Regions from separate parts of the Mus musculus genome. Here region 2 is linked to region 1. Evidence: chromatin contacts called from public Hi-C data. All regions are on one chromosome and are shown on one strand. Each heading gives the region's core, a stretch centred on a gene start, on an enhancer-like site or on the middle of the called end of the contact. The rest is flanking DNA. Distances are from core to core; before and after follow the strand shown. Region 1 holds the start of Accsl (1-aminocyclopropane-1-carboxylate synthase (non-functional)-like). Region 2 has its middle 3.7 kb from the start of Gm39884.

Region 1 (6,227 bases), core at 742-3,241:
GAGAGACAGAGACAGAGAGAGAGAATATGGATATTTGGCCTGCATTCTGTTTGTGTACCACATGCATGCAGTGCCCATAGAAATCAGAAGAGTGCTGGATATGCTGGACCTGAGGCTACAGATTGTTGAGCACACATGCAAGTGCTAAAAATCAACACCTGAACTGCTGAGACATTGCTCCAGCACCCCCCCCCCCCAAAGCTTCAACTAGTTACCATCCCGACCTTTATAGAAAAGGGTTGCCAACCTCTGTTTTAGAACATAAACCTTTCTTTTTGCTTGTTTCCCCATCCTCCACCAAGATAGTCACAGCAGATACCCAGTCCCTCCATCCTGCCCTCACACAGGTTCCTAGTGTGCCAGGACAGCTGTTTCGGGGCTTTCATTTCTAGTCTCCCTAGCCCAGGGTGCAGCTGCTCATCTGTGGCCCATCTGAATCACCTAGCAGTGTGATACGGGCCTCAGACAGTGAAGCCAAGTTCCTGGACTTCAGTTAGATCAAGGTTGGGGTAAGAACCAAAAAGTCTTCATTTCTACCAAGCTCCCAGGTCTGTACTCAGTGAACATGCTACCAGTGTTTCTAAAAACCGGTCAGAATACCAGGAGCGACCAAGAAATACCTTCTTAATGCCTCAATGAGCCAGCGAAACAAACCAAGACAGCAAACTCCAGGTGGTGGGGCTGCCTGAGGCTACCACTGCCTCTCATTCTTTAAGACAACCTCCACCCAGAAAACTAGGCTTATGACCCTTCCACCATATGCTGTGATTCTCAGCTTTTTTCCAAGCAACAACAACCCCACCCACACATGTCTAAAACCTTGTTGCTTCTTCTACACATGTATAGTATCAGCACTTCAAAGTACTAAACATGCTCTGCAACATCCAGGAGGTTCGGTGGCCAGCCAGTCTAGCCCAAACAGAGAGCATCTGTAAGAGATTCTATCTCAAGCACAAGGTGGAACGTGATGAAGACACTCAACAGTGACCTCTCCCCTCTCTATACACGCAGTGTCCACACACAAAGAATTGCATTCTCCTGGAAGATGTATTTTTAAGAAGGAAGTGAAAATGGGCTAAGGTCATCAGGGAACTTAGAAGTTGGGGACTCTGACAAGACTTCTTATATAGGAAATGTAAATGATGCTGCAGCACAAAGAAATGTTGCCCCTAAAGCCAAGCCCTAAGCATTAGAACTGGGGTTCATCAGTCCTCTCCTTCAAACCCCTTGGCTCTGCCTTGGTTTCAGGGTCCTTAAGTCTGCCCTCACCTACCTTCCAGATCCTCCAGGTTGGTTAAAATCAGCATCAGGGTCAGACAAGCTGCTGCTGGCACGATGTTCCTCTGCCATGAGTTCGGGCTCAAGGTAGGTCTTGAGCAGAGGAGGTGGGAAGGAGCCAGGCAGGGATCGGCTCAGTGCTAGGGTAGGGTTCCCCTAGGCTTCACCTGGTCCGTCTTTCCAGTTAGTTCCACAAGCCTCGCTTTGTGGATGAGAAATAGAGGCTCAAAGGAATGAACTGAGTCTACCAGACACAGAAGTAGGATGTGTTTATCAGGGAAGGTTCCAGGCACATCGGCCCCTAGTGGCCGTGCCTCGTGTGCCCCAGTGCGGCCATGAACATAACCCAACACAGAGTCAAAACGGAAAACACCGAGGTTGCTGTTGCTTTGCTTCTGTAGCTCCACTACCCAGTTCTCAAGCACCGGCTTTATGGATAATGTTGTATTACAATGTTAGGTCTAAGCCGTTTGACAATAAAACTCCACTTTCTTTTAAGCTCCAGGGCACTGTGTGTGGCCCAAAGTCCCTGCCTCCCTCCATTCTCATGGCTTGCGTAGTCACCCCACCGAGCTCACCTTCATTTCTGTTCTCACTCATCTCTGTGCAGTCCGAAGTCTAAATCCAGGAGTGTCTTTGTCATTCAGGGAGCAGAAGCTTGCTCCTCCGCCCCCTCCCCTCTCTTTTAAGCACAAGGTGGCTTGCAGGGTAATGAGACCCATCTTTTCCCCTCCTGGAGCCAACTACCCAGCAGCTCCCCATTATCTAGATGGCCTTGGCATAATTACAGAGAACTGGCTCGGAGTATCCGGTTGGAGCAAATCTGAAGAGTATTGGCTTCAGCTGAAGTGTTCACAGGCTGGGAGGGCCCCTGCTCTTCGAAGGAGGCTAGAGCCAGGGCCTGTGTGTACAGGCAAGACACGGGATGAATCGGGTGCTCACTGACTATGGAAAGTAACCAGAGGGGGAGGAGCCTGTTCAAAGCACAAAGAAGCCTATGGTACCTCCCCGTTTCTGAGGAGGCCATATTTGAGAGTAGGCTGAAGTGGGGTTTAGTCAGCACAGGAGGGGCCACTGCATTAAGAGGTCTTGGAGGGAGCACCAGGAACCCCAGGCACCATCCCCTAGGGCCCAGGACATAGGGTCCCTTGCCTGTGTGGCTTTGGCAAGCCTTCCTTTCTCCTTGGGAAAGACAGAGGCCAGGAAAACTACATCCCAGGTGGTGTGGAGACTAACTGGAGGATGGATGTGTGCTGACATGACGGGGCAGGAAGGGTTGTATGAAATGTCTCAGCTGTGACTGAGCCTCCCGTGACTGTCTAGGGACAGATGTGGACCCAAAGTAGCCTATCCTTCCAGAATACCCATGCCCTGCTCTCAAACTTTGAGGGAAAGATGATCCAGGTGTGGTGGCACGTGCATTTAATCCCAGCACGTGGGAAGCAGAGACAGGAGGGCCTCCTTGAGTTCAGGTACAGCCTGGTTTATGTAGTGAGACCCTGGGCTACAGTTGGGTGCTGGTCTAGGGACCCCAGGACTCTGGACTGCTAACGTCCACCCCTCCTTTTGCCCCACGGCCACTTTCCCTCCTCATTCGCCCTTCTGTTTTTTTTTTTTTTAATGGCATTATTTTCTTCTAAATGGTAAACACACCTGACTCATTTCTCTGTGTTGTTTCTTTCCAGCTCCCCTATCTAGAATCTAAACCCCATGAGGAGAGATGCTTCAACTGTCTTATTTATTGCTGTCTGTCTGAGGAAGACCAGGAGCTCAATAATTGCTGGGATTTGGACTGAAAGTTTCCTCCTAAGGCCTTAAAGCAGTGCTGTTGGCTCTCTCTCTGTCTCTCTCTCTCTCCTCTCCTCTCCACCAGCGGCTCCCCAGTATGATATGCTACCTGGTCTAATATTAACAGAGCTAAGCAACTGTGAACTGAAGCCTTCAAAACTATGCATGGAAATAAATCTTCTGTCTTTCCAAAGTTGTTTGCCTCGAGATTCATAACATTAATGGATGTTAATACCTTGTCAGTGGATGAGTGGGTGGGTGGGTGGGTGAGTGGATGCCCGAAGGCACTTATCTGAGGTCTGGGCTTTAGGCTTCTCTGCTCTCTGGTTCCAAGGCACATAGAGAGGGATCTTGGTTATGTTTGATTAACATTTATTTATAGTATAGTATAGTATATTGATTTTTAAATTTTGTGTTTATTTTATTCATTTTATGTATGAGTGCTCTGCTGCATGTACACCTGCATGCCAGAAGAGGGCGTCAGATCCCTTTATAGGTCATGAACCACCATGTGGGTGCTGGGAAATGAACTCAGGACCTCTGGGAGAGCAGCCAGTGCTCTTAACCACTGAGCCAGCTCTCTAGCCCATATTATATTGACTAATGAGTGAAGATGATAACTTTAAAATTAAGCAATTGTATGCCCTTGGTGAATGTTGGCAGCAGAAGGAAGAGTTTACTAGAGAAAAAGCCCTTGTTTATAACCTATCACATTGGGCTGGCTTGGAGCCTCCTCTTTGGGGCATCACTTCCAGCCATTCAGACATAACCCAGATTTGCCAACAGGGGGCGCTAAGTCCTTATTTTTTTGCTATTCATGGAACTTGTGGTAGTCAGTGTAGGTCCACAAAGGCTGCAGTCCGAATAAAGAAAAGGCCAGGTGCAGTCATGGCTATCACCCTTCAGCCCCTGAGGTATAGTAGGTGACCGCAGAAGGGCTGGAATTTAGAGGTGCCTGAGGTCCATTGCCAGGCCCTCGTAGGTCTCCACAACTGTTGACTTCCTGTATCCCCTGATGGTTCAGAGTCTGCATTTTGAGGACTGGACAGAGTGAGTAATCTCAGCCAGAGTCTCCTACATAAACACATCCCAGACTCACCAGCCACCTCTTCCTGTCCTTCCTCACACCTTTTCTCAAAGTTCTGCTTCAAAACCAGACAAGAGTCCATGAGCAGCATCTGACTTGGCCAGCTTTAGAAGGCCCTGGGTTTGAAGGTGGGGACAGCAGAAGTAGGCAACAGTAGCTGATGAGGGGAGACTCCTCCTCCCAACTGCTCCTGCTCCCAGCATCCTCCAGAGAGCAACCTGCTAAGCCTGGAGATAGAGGCATGGGGGACAAAGCCTGCCAAGAACCCCTGACACACCTCAAAGAAAGGTAAAGGTTGGTCGTGATGATCAAAGGCTCAGAGAGAAACAGGGGTCCTCCCTGAAAGCACCAGGCTTACCCCAGCTGCAGGTGCTACCTGGAGTCTGTACCACTGCTATGTTTTGTGTCACAGGGCTAGAGTCTCACATAAGACACTTCCTGACAATTTGATAAACAAAGGGTCTAATTTACAGGAGAACACACTGAACCCAGCAGGGTTCTTCAACCTCATCCAAGTTCAAGCTACTTGCATTAGTTGAGTGAAATCTAGTCTGAAGCCAGGCCCAACATGGCGTCTTCCCGGGCCACAGAGACCGGCCCTGAAGAATCCTCCTGTAGTGTGCTTGTCTTTGGGCGATTTGACATGACCCAGAGTGAGAGGCTGAAGAGGACACAGGCTAGAAAGGCCTTGGCTCCAGCTTCTTCAAACCACTCACCCTACAGGGCCTGTCCTTCAGAGTGGTCCCTTCCCTCCAGAAAGTCCATGCTGCCTGCAGCCTCCCTGTGCCCTCAGGCCTCAGCTCTTCCCCCATGGTTGGTTCTCAGAGCACTCAGACTCCACCAGGTCAGTCATGTTGCATGTCCCTTCCCTTATCCGATGGGGACCATGCACCCAGTAGGTACCAAGCACACAGTAGTTACCAAGTCACTGTTTCTGTTTACTTGTCTAGTGTTTGCATGGGAAGTCAGACAGCCCCCCACCCCCCCAAAAAAGCTGTTCTTGCTTTCCAGAGAATTCTGAACCCGATTTGCAAACAACAACATCTGGCCCCGTTAGAGAGCAGCAGGAGCAAATTAGCCTTGCTCAGTCATAAGCACATACGCACAGTATGTGTCTCAGTCACAAGCAGCCCGTGGGCCACATGCACTCTGGAATGGACTGAAGGCGTGAGAGGATGCTATTACCTAGGGAGCTAGACAAAAGCCTGCGGGAACCTAGGGAGTATGCAGCTCTGTGGAGTAGTCTTACAGGCAGAACAGCAGCAAATGAAAAGGCCCTGGGGGTAGCAATGGCTCCAGGGCTGCTATTTATGAAAAATGGATTTCCGAATTAGCAAACAAAGCTAGGACTTTGGTTTCTATTCTAAATGTGGGGAGGGAAAAAAAAAAAAAAAAACAAAGCCCAGATTTTTCTGGACCTGTCTGTCATGGGTTGCTCGCTGCAGTTGAGCCAGGGGCAGGCAGCCAATGGCCATGCGAGTTATACCTGTGCTTGGAGCCACTTAGAGATTGTCTTTGCTGTGAGGTTATCACCCTGGTTTCTGTGAGCCCAGTGTAGCAGTCTCAGCCAGGGCCCTGCTAACCAATGCCACGCCTCATCCACGTTTAATGCCCCAAGCCCTGGTAGGACCTCTGCTAGAGAAATAGGGGATGGGTCTCAGTGGCCTCTCACCCCACCCTAACCTTTATCTTCATGGTGTTAGAGAAGCCATGCTTCCCACAGACATCCCAGAAGGCTGAGAATCATATTCTAAGGCACACTCAGTGGGTCCACAGGGGAGCCTCTGAGTGCTCCCTGCCCCTCCTCCCTCCTCTGAGTGCTCCCTGCCCCTCCTCTCTCCTTTGAGTGCTCCCTGCCCCTCCTCCCTCCTCTGAGTGCTCCCTGCCCCTCCTCCCTCCTTTGAGTGCTCCCTGCCCCTCCTCCCTCCTTTGAGTGCTCCATGCCCCTCCTCCCTTCTCTGCTCTCTCCCCTGCCCCTCTCTGTGTTTTCTCTGGGGTTCTTCCTCCATCTCATTAGGCTGCAGAGAGTGGTTCTGATAGCAGGCCCCTCTCTCTCCCTCAGGTCTTAGTCTGA
Region 2 (6,760 bases), core at 2,447-4,946, 70 kb after region 1:
ACACAGACACACACAGAGACACTCACACACACACACACATACACACACACACACACACAGACACTCACACACACACACACACACACACAGACACTCACACACACACACACACACACACACAGACACTCACACACACACACAGATATACAGACACACACACACTGTATTGTATTGTATTGTATTGGCATTGTACATGGGTGCCGAGGACTTGAGCCCAGAGCCTCATCTTGCATAGTAAGTTCTCCTTCCCACTGGGCCATCTCCCTAACCCCAAGACCTCATTCTTTTAGAGAAAATGAAATATCTTCCTCCAGCATCTCCAGAGACACCTTAGGCTCTGCATCCTTTTCAATTTCATTAAGTTTGCCTCTCTCTCCTTTTTCTTAGTCTGAGAGTTCCCGTTAATATCAAATGCAATTGAATTGCCCTACTTCAGCCCACACAGGGGTCAAGGGAAGACAAAAGTAATTTTTTAGACTGTTAAGAGCATAGAGTTTCATTAAGATTATCTCTTGGAAATTATTATCACACACACATACACACTGAGGTTTCTTTTCTAGTCTACACATCAAAACCCAACTGAAGAACAGAGTATCTGTGTCTAAAAATATCTGGCATATGCATATGGAATCCATAAATGGAACTCACACATGTTAGAGCTACCCCATGTCATGCCATGCAAAAAACATTATACATGTTCCCAGCTGCCAGAGATGAAAAGTGTCCCCAGTACCCTTGGCACCGGCTGGGCTCATGCCAGGTTTACTACATGGCCTTTCCTCTAAGAGGTTGGATGTTAAGGTCTAATATCATACAAGTAATACTGCAGATTAGATTTTTTTTTTGTTTTGTTTTGTTGTTTTTTGAGACAGGGTTTCTCTGTATAGCCCTGGCTGTCCTGGAACTCACTTTGTAGACCAAGCTAGCCTCGAACTCAGAAATCTGCCTGCCTCTGCCTCCCAAGTGCTGGGATTAAAGGCATGCGCCACCACGCCCAGCTTCGCAGATTAGATTTTATAAGAAACAAAAGAACTCATTATAGAGGTTAGGATTTAGCGTTAGTGGAGTGTGGTTGTGGTCTGAATGTTAAGTGGCCCCAAAGGCTCATCTGTTTGAACACTTAGCCCCCAGATGGTGTCACTGTGTGGGGAGGTTGTGGAAGCTCTAGAAAGTAGAGCTTCCTTAAAGGAGGTAAGTCACTAGGGTGTCCTTGAGGCTTATAGCCTGACTTCACTCTCTGCCTCCTGAGTGTGGATGCAATGTGACCAGCCAGGCTCCTGACCCCACTGCCATGTTTTCTTCATAAGGAATTGCATCATTCTTGACCGGCACTCGAAATAAACCCTTCCTCCCGTAAGTTGGCCATGTCTAGGTATTTTATCACAGCAACAGAAAAGGAACTAAGACCTCTCAGATCAAAGACTCTGCAGCTCACCAGCACATTCAATGACTCTGATATAGAGAAATGGCCCTGCATTTTCCCCACTGGCTCCAGCTCCCTGCTCAGGGTATAAGGAGCCTTTACCTGTTAATGTTTAGTCACTTGTGTTCCTGTGGTGGTGAACTTGGTATGGACACATATCAGGTTCTGTATTGGTCAATCTGGTCAATCGTGTCAAATGACTTGATCTCTAGAGTCTGTCTTCTAATCTCCTGGGTTTATCCCAGACATCTACCATTACAGGTGGGTTTGGTCTTTCCTGAAGGTGGAAGGTGTGTCCCCAGTTAGGCACGGGCCTAGGCAGCCAAGCATGCTGCTGAGTATAAATCACCAACAATAACCAATCTCATAAGCCTCAAAAGCAAGGATCAGGACACAAGAGGCTGTGTTTCCTATGAACTGTTTACCACCTAAGTCCCCCGGTATGGATCTCCAGAATCCCAGAGCTTTGTCGTGGAGCCGAGGATGTGAACACTTGAGTGAAGGAGAACATGGAGCACAGTGCATACATCTGAACTGAGAACCACAATGGACCCCACTGACACACTTGGCTAGGGTAGGGTTTGGGATGAGGCCCTTCCCTTCTCTGAGGCATCACTACACTATCCTTTAAAGTTGAATGCCTCTGGTATGGGACTCTTGGGAAAGAATAGTGTTGGATAGAAGAGAAAGCAAAAGGCTGGTGACTCGCACATACAGTGAGTATCTAGTGAGCACTTACCTTAAGTCAGACAGACCCAAGAGCTTCAAAAAATCAATAGCAGACATGCTGTCTGTTTTCATAGACCTCCAAGTCCACTAGACAGGAGCTGAGCAACCCTGGGAATAACTGTGGAACTACAGCAATGCTAACTGCTAAGGAGAGGACCAGTGGTCAAAGTCATTGCCATCAGTCCAGGGGTCAAGTATTAGGAGCACGGGAAGAGGGGGACTGCCCCCCAAGCCATCAGTAGAGTGAAGCTGCCTAGTCAAGGGAGTGTGGTAGAGGGATGGGTAGGAGGCAGCATGGAGACAGACTATACAGTTCTGCCTAATAGATGATGGAGACATATTGTGACAATGTCAACAGCTGAGATGACATTCAGGAGCCGCTGTGGGGTCTGGACCTTCACACCCTATACTCTGGATTATAGCATCCATGCTGGTCTCACTCCATCCACCTTGTGAGGAGCGGGTGTGGCAGCAATCCCAAGATGGCGCCTGGGACTTCAGCTAAGTCTTATGACTTGCATCTGACTTCCTCATACACCTGAAAATAAGCCATGACCATCATGAGAGCTGCGCAGGTGCACCATGATGCTGGCAGTGTAAACAAGTCCATATTTGGTGGAGACATGCCCCTGCCACCCTGATTGGCTGAAGCTGCGTGCCTGGTGAGGTGACGTGGCCTGCCGTGAGTTGGATGGGGGCTGAGAGTATATAAGAGTGAGAGGCCCAGGGTTCGGGGGAGAAAAAGAGAGAGGGAGAAAAAGATGAAGCGAGAGAGATGAAGATTGAAGTATGCTGAATAAACTGCTGTTAGAAGAACTGGTGGTCTTGTCGTTCTTGCTGGTCGAGAGCGGACGCGACACCACCTCTCTCCAATCAGTGTAGAAATTTCTGTCACGTTTTGGTCATAATCAACCACTAGAGCAAACAGATCTGGGTTAAAGCCTTGATCCATTGACCATTGTTGGTGAGACCTTGTACAAGACATTTCCTTACTCTTGGCCTATTTCTTTTAAAAAGTGTGTGTGTGTCTGTGTGTGTCTGTCTGTGTACCTGTATTGTGTGTGTGTGTGTGTCCTTGGGTCTCTGTGTGTGTATGTATGTCTGTCTGTTTGTGTGTCTGTCTCTCTGTATGAGTTTGTATGTGTGTGTGTCTTTCTGTGTCTGTGTATATGCAGGTGACCACGGAAGAGTGTATCAGATCCCCTGGAGCTGGAGTTTCAGGAGGTTCTGAGCCACCTGATATGTGTGCTGGGAACCAAACTCGAGTCTTCTGCATGATCAGTATGCATTCTCAAGTGCTGACCCAATCTCTCCAGCCCCTAAGCCTATTTCCCCTTTGACATAAAGAAATAATGCTAGTTACTGCACAGGTTCAGCGGAATGGATTGATAAGTGTAAGCATTTAGAGCGGAGCCTGGCACTCACGTGTTAAATGAGTGATAAACACTCCCGGTGCTCTGAGGACTTCCTATGCACAGTTCGGTTATTTCCTGCAGAGCACTCTGCCAGCTGCAGCATTGCTGGCGCTTTATAGGTTAGTGCTCATCTGCTGGATGGGTGTTAAGTGCTTTGCCAGGAGTGAGCACTTGCAGTTAGGGAGGCGCAGCACAGACTCTAATCACTGGCACAGGAAGGAAGGGAAGTGTCAGTGGGCTCCCACTAACCAAGCCCGACTTAAGCTTTGAGATAAGCAATACAGAAGTGCAGAGATGTCTCTGTTGGTAGAATGTTTGCCGCCCAATGGTGAGGGCCTGCTTTCAGATCCAGAGTAAAAATCCTACACTGGGGAGGCAGAGGCTTGCTGGTCAGTCAGACTAGCAGAATCAGTGAGCTCCAGGCTTAGTGAAAGATTCTGTCCCTGAAACTACGGTAGAAAGGCCAGTAAGAAAGTGCAATGGGAAAAGGCTCTTGTTCTGCAAACCCAATGGCCTGATTTCAATCCCTAGAACCCACATAAAGCAAGAAGTCAAAAATTAGCTCCATAAAGGTGTCCTCCGACCAGGTACATATAGTGATGCATGTGCCCATTCACAATCCACACTTCACACTCATATAAACACACCATATAAGCACACACACATATAAATAATAAAACAATAATACATTAAATAAATCATGAACCACGAGTCCATAGTGATATAAATAAGCAAATACGCAAATAAACAAATGGGCTGTGGGGAAGAGCAGTCTTCATGGCAACTAGAACACAGAGGAAGCACGTGAAGGTTTTAAAAGGGTACTGATTCGGGACTGGAGAGATGGCTCAGTGGGTGGTAACGCTTGTTTCTCTTGCAGAGGACCTGGGTTTGGCTCCTAGCACCCATGCCTGGTGGTTCATAACTGTCTTTAACTCCAGCTCCAGGGAGTCTGGGGCCTTCTCCTGGCCTTCGGTGGTACATTTACACATGCTGTGCATATAAACTCATGCAGGCACCCACACATACACACATTTTAAATCTCTGATTAGCAAACTCCATAGAAAGAACTGATGAGTGGGAATTGTTGGTGGATGCTAGAGCCACAGGGTAAGTCTGGGGGGAGCAGACCCTTCAGCATCGGCTTTTCTTGTGGGGAGCCGCACTCACATTTGCCATTATAAGATGGCACTGACAGCTGTGTTCTAAGTAGTAAATAATCTGCACATGTGCAGGGGCAGTTTTCCCGCCAAGTGCTCTGCCTTTCTTGTGATGACAACTGGGCCAATGGGCTGCAGTCAATCAGGGAGTGACACGTCCTAGGCGGAGGATAATTCTCCTTAAAAGGGACGGGGTTCTGGCACTCCCTCTCTTCGTCTCTTCGTCTCTTTCTCTTCGTCTTTTCCTCTGCTCTCTGCCTCTCTCCCTCTCTGCGTCTCTCTGCGTCTCTCTCTCTCTTCCTCTCTGCCTCTCTCTGCCGCGCTCTTCCTCTCTTGCTCCTGAGTAAGCAATAAAGCTTTGCCGCAGAAGATTCTGGTTTGTTGCGTCTTTCCTGGCCGGTTGCGAAAGCGCGTAAGATTTTCTTTTCTTTTTTCTTTTTTCTTTCTTTCTTTCTTTTTTTTTCAGGAAATGCTGATTAATGGTTAAGCTCACCGCACTCCAGCAGCAGCACTGGCATGGAGTCAAAGCAGCAGGGACTGGGCTGGGTGACCCCAGGGAGCCTCACACGGTGAAGAGGATGAAGAAGGCGACCGTCAAACAGAAGCATCCCACAACCTCAGACAGGATAAAACCCAGGATGGCACAGAAGAAGACCTGCTGCTTGAGAGACGGGTTCCTAGCATAGCCGATCATCAAGCTACCAAACACAGTGCCCATGCCAGCTCCTGATCCAGCCACACCAACTGTGGTGGCCCCAGCACAAATAAACTCGGCTGCTGTGTCAGTGTTCCTGGAAATAACACCAGTGGTCTGGGGTTCCCATCTGGCCACCTGGAGAGGAAGCAGGCTGTTAAGATGGGGCCTCTGAGCCGGGCAGTGGTGGCACATACCTTTAATCCCAGCACTTGGGAGGCAGAGACAGGTGGATTTCTGAGTTCAAGGCCAGCCTGGTCTACAGAGTGAGTTCCAGGACAGCCAGGGCTACACAGAGAAACCCTGTCTCGAAAAAAACAAAACAAAACAAAAGATGGGGCCTCTGGTACACTCAGGAAGGAGGCAGACAAGACACAGGCCTGGTTAAATCCCTGGTACAGGAGCCCGCCAGAACTGGAGAACCAAGCAGTGCCTTGGTGGTCTGCATTCAATCTGCATTCCCACCTCCCTGCAGCTCCTGCTCGCCCACAGCACTCTCCCTGCACGAGGTGACTGACTCTGAAGAGGATCTTTATATACTCCCCCAGAATGCTTATTAATTACAATGGATAACATCTTGACTTCCGAGTAGCAAACCCCAAAAGACCACATAGCTGAGAGAGAGGGTAAAGCCTCCTGTATCAGCGTTGGACGAAGCAGCTTCCTGCACTTCCTGCTTCAGGAAGGATAGGGCATCTCTTCTGAGTTGTTACCAAATACACACCAAAAAAAAGAGAAAAAATCTAACTGTGACTAGTTCCGATATGTACCAAAGTTTAACGGTGACTAGAACACTAGACACCTTCCAGTGTGAGCCTGTTCTACCACGTGACTGCTTCATACTCCTCAGAGATCAGAGAGGGGATTGTTCTAGATCAGACATCTGGCAGCTAAGCGATCATGTGGTCCTGGGCCAGGAAAAAATAGTGTTTTCTATACAAGAACATGAGTGGAGCGGCTAGCTTGTGGTGTTATATTTATGCTAATCTCCTGACTCATGTGGATATGAAAGAAAATGTCCTTGTTTTTAGGAATACACACTGAGGGGTGACCTCTCCAGTGACCTAGGACTAGCGATGGGTACATGGTAGGGGAGGTAGCTATGTGGATACACGGCAAGCAAGTAGACATTTGGAGCCATGATGTAAGGATGCATACGTGTTCTTTATAGCAATTTTATGGCCTTTTTAAAAAAATCTGGACTTACTTGAAAATTAAAAGCTATTCATAAATAAAAGCTATTCATAAACACAACTTCTTCTCATCCTTATTTGGAGAGAGGGGAAGGAGAGAGGGCAGAGAGAGAGAGACAGAGAGAGGCCTAGCAGGCTTAGCTTCT

What was found. Hi-C and Micro-C count contacts between places; a contact is called where the count stands out from the background.
Region 2: a contact with region 1 is called in a Hi-C map of cerebral cortex, with 3 times the contacts expected there. The contact joins the enhancer-like site here to the promoter of Accsl in region 1. A contact is called at or near these places in 14 of 39 promoter capture datasets (the C10 cell line, the HPC-7 cell line, cranial neural crest and 7 more), 6 of 15 datasets of contacts at CTCF or cohesin (the NIH/3T3 cell line, embryonic stem cells, pro-B cells and 1 more), 77 of 484 Hi-C or Micro-C datasets (8-cell embryo, the AtT-20 cell line, B cells and 30 more), 16 of 115 datasets of contacts at active chromatin or transcription factors (PVALB interneurons, embryonic stem cells, microglia and 1 more) and 1 of 9 other capture datasets (embryonic stem cells).

What each region holds. Positions count from the first base shown.
Region 1 is chr2:93,867,166-93,873,392 of GRCm38.p6, forward strand. Accsl (1-aminocyclopropane-1-carboxylate synthase (non-functional)-like) reads right to left here and starts at 1,992. Exons shown (of 15, transcript NM_001033452.4): 1 at 1,857-1,992. The coding sequence starts at 1,878.
Region 2 is chr2:93,935,010-93,941,769 of GRCm38.p6, forward strand. It overlaps the pseudogene Gm1335. Among named protein-coding and RNA genes, the nearest start is that of Gm39884, 3.7 kb to the right of the region's middle. Within about 2 kb of position 3,697, at least 13 of the 459 cell types and tissues checked have an H3K27ac peak or open chromatin away from gene starts, as enhancers often do. A contact at or near this core is called in the P5424 cell line, PVALB interneurons and cerebral cortex, where this site is marked.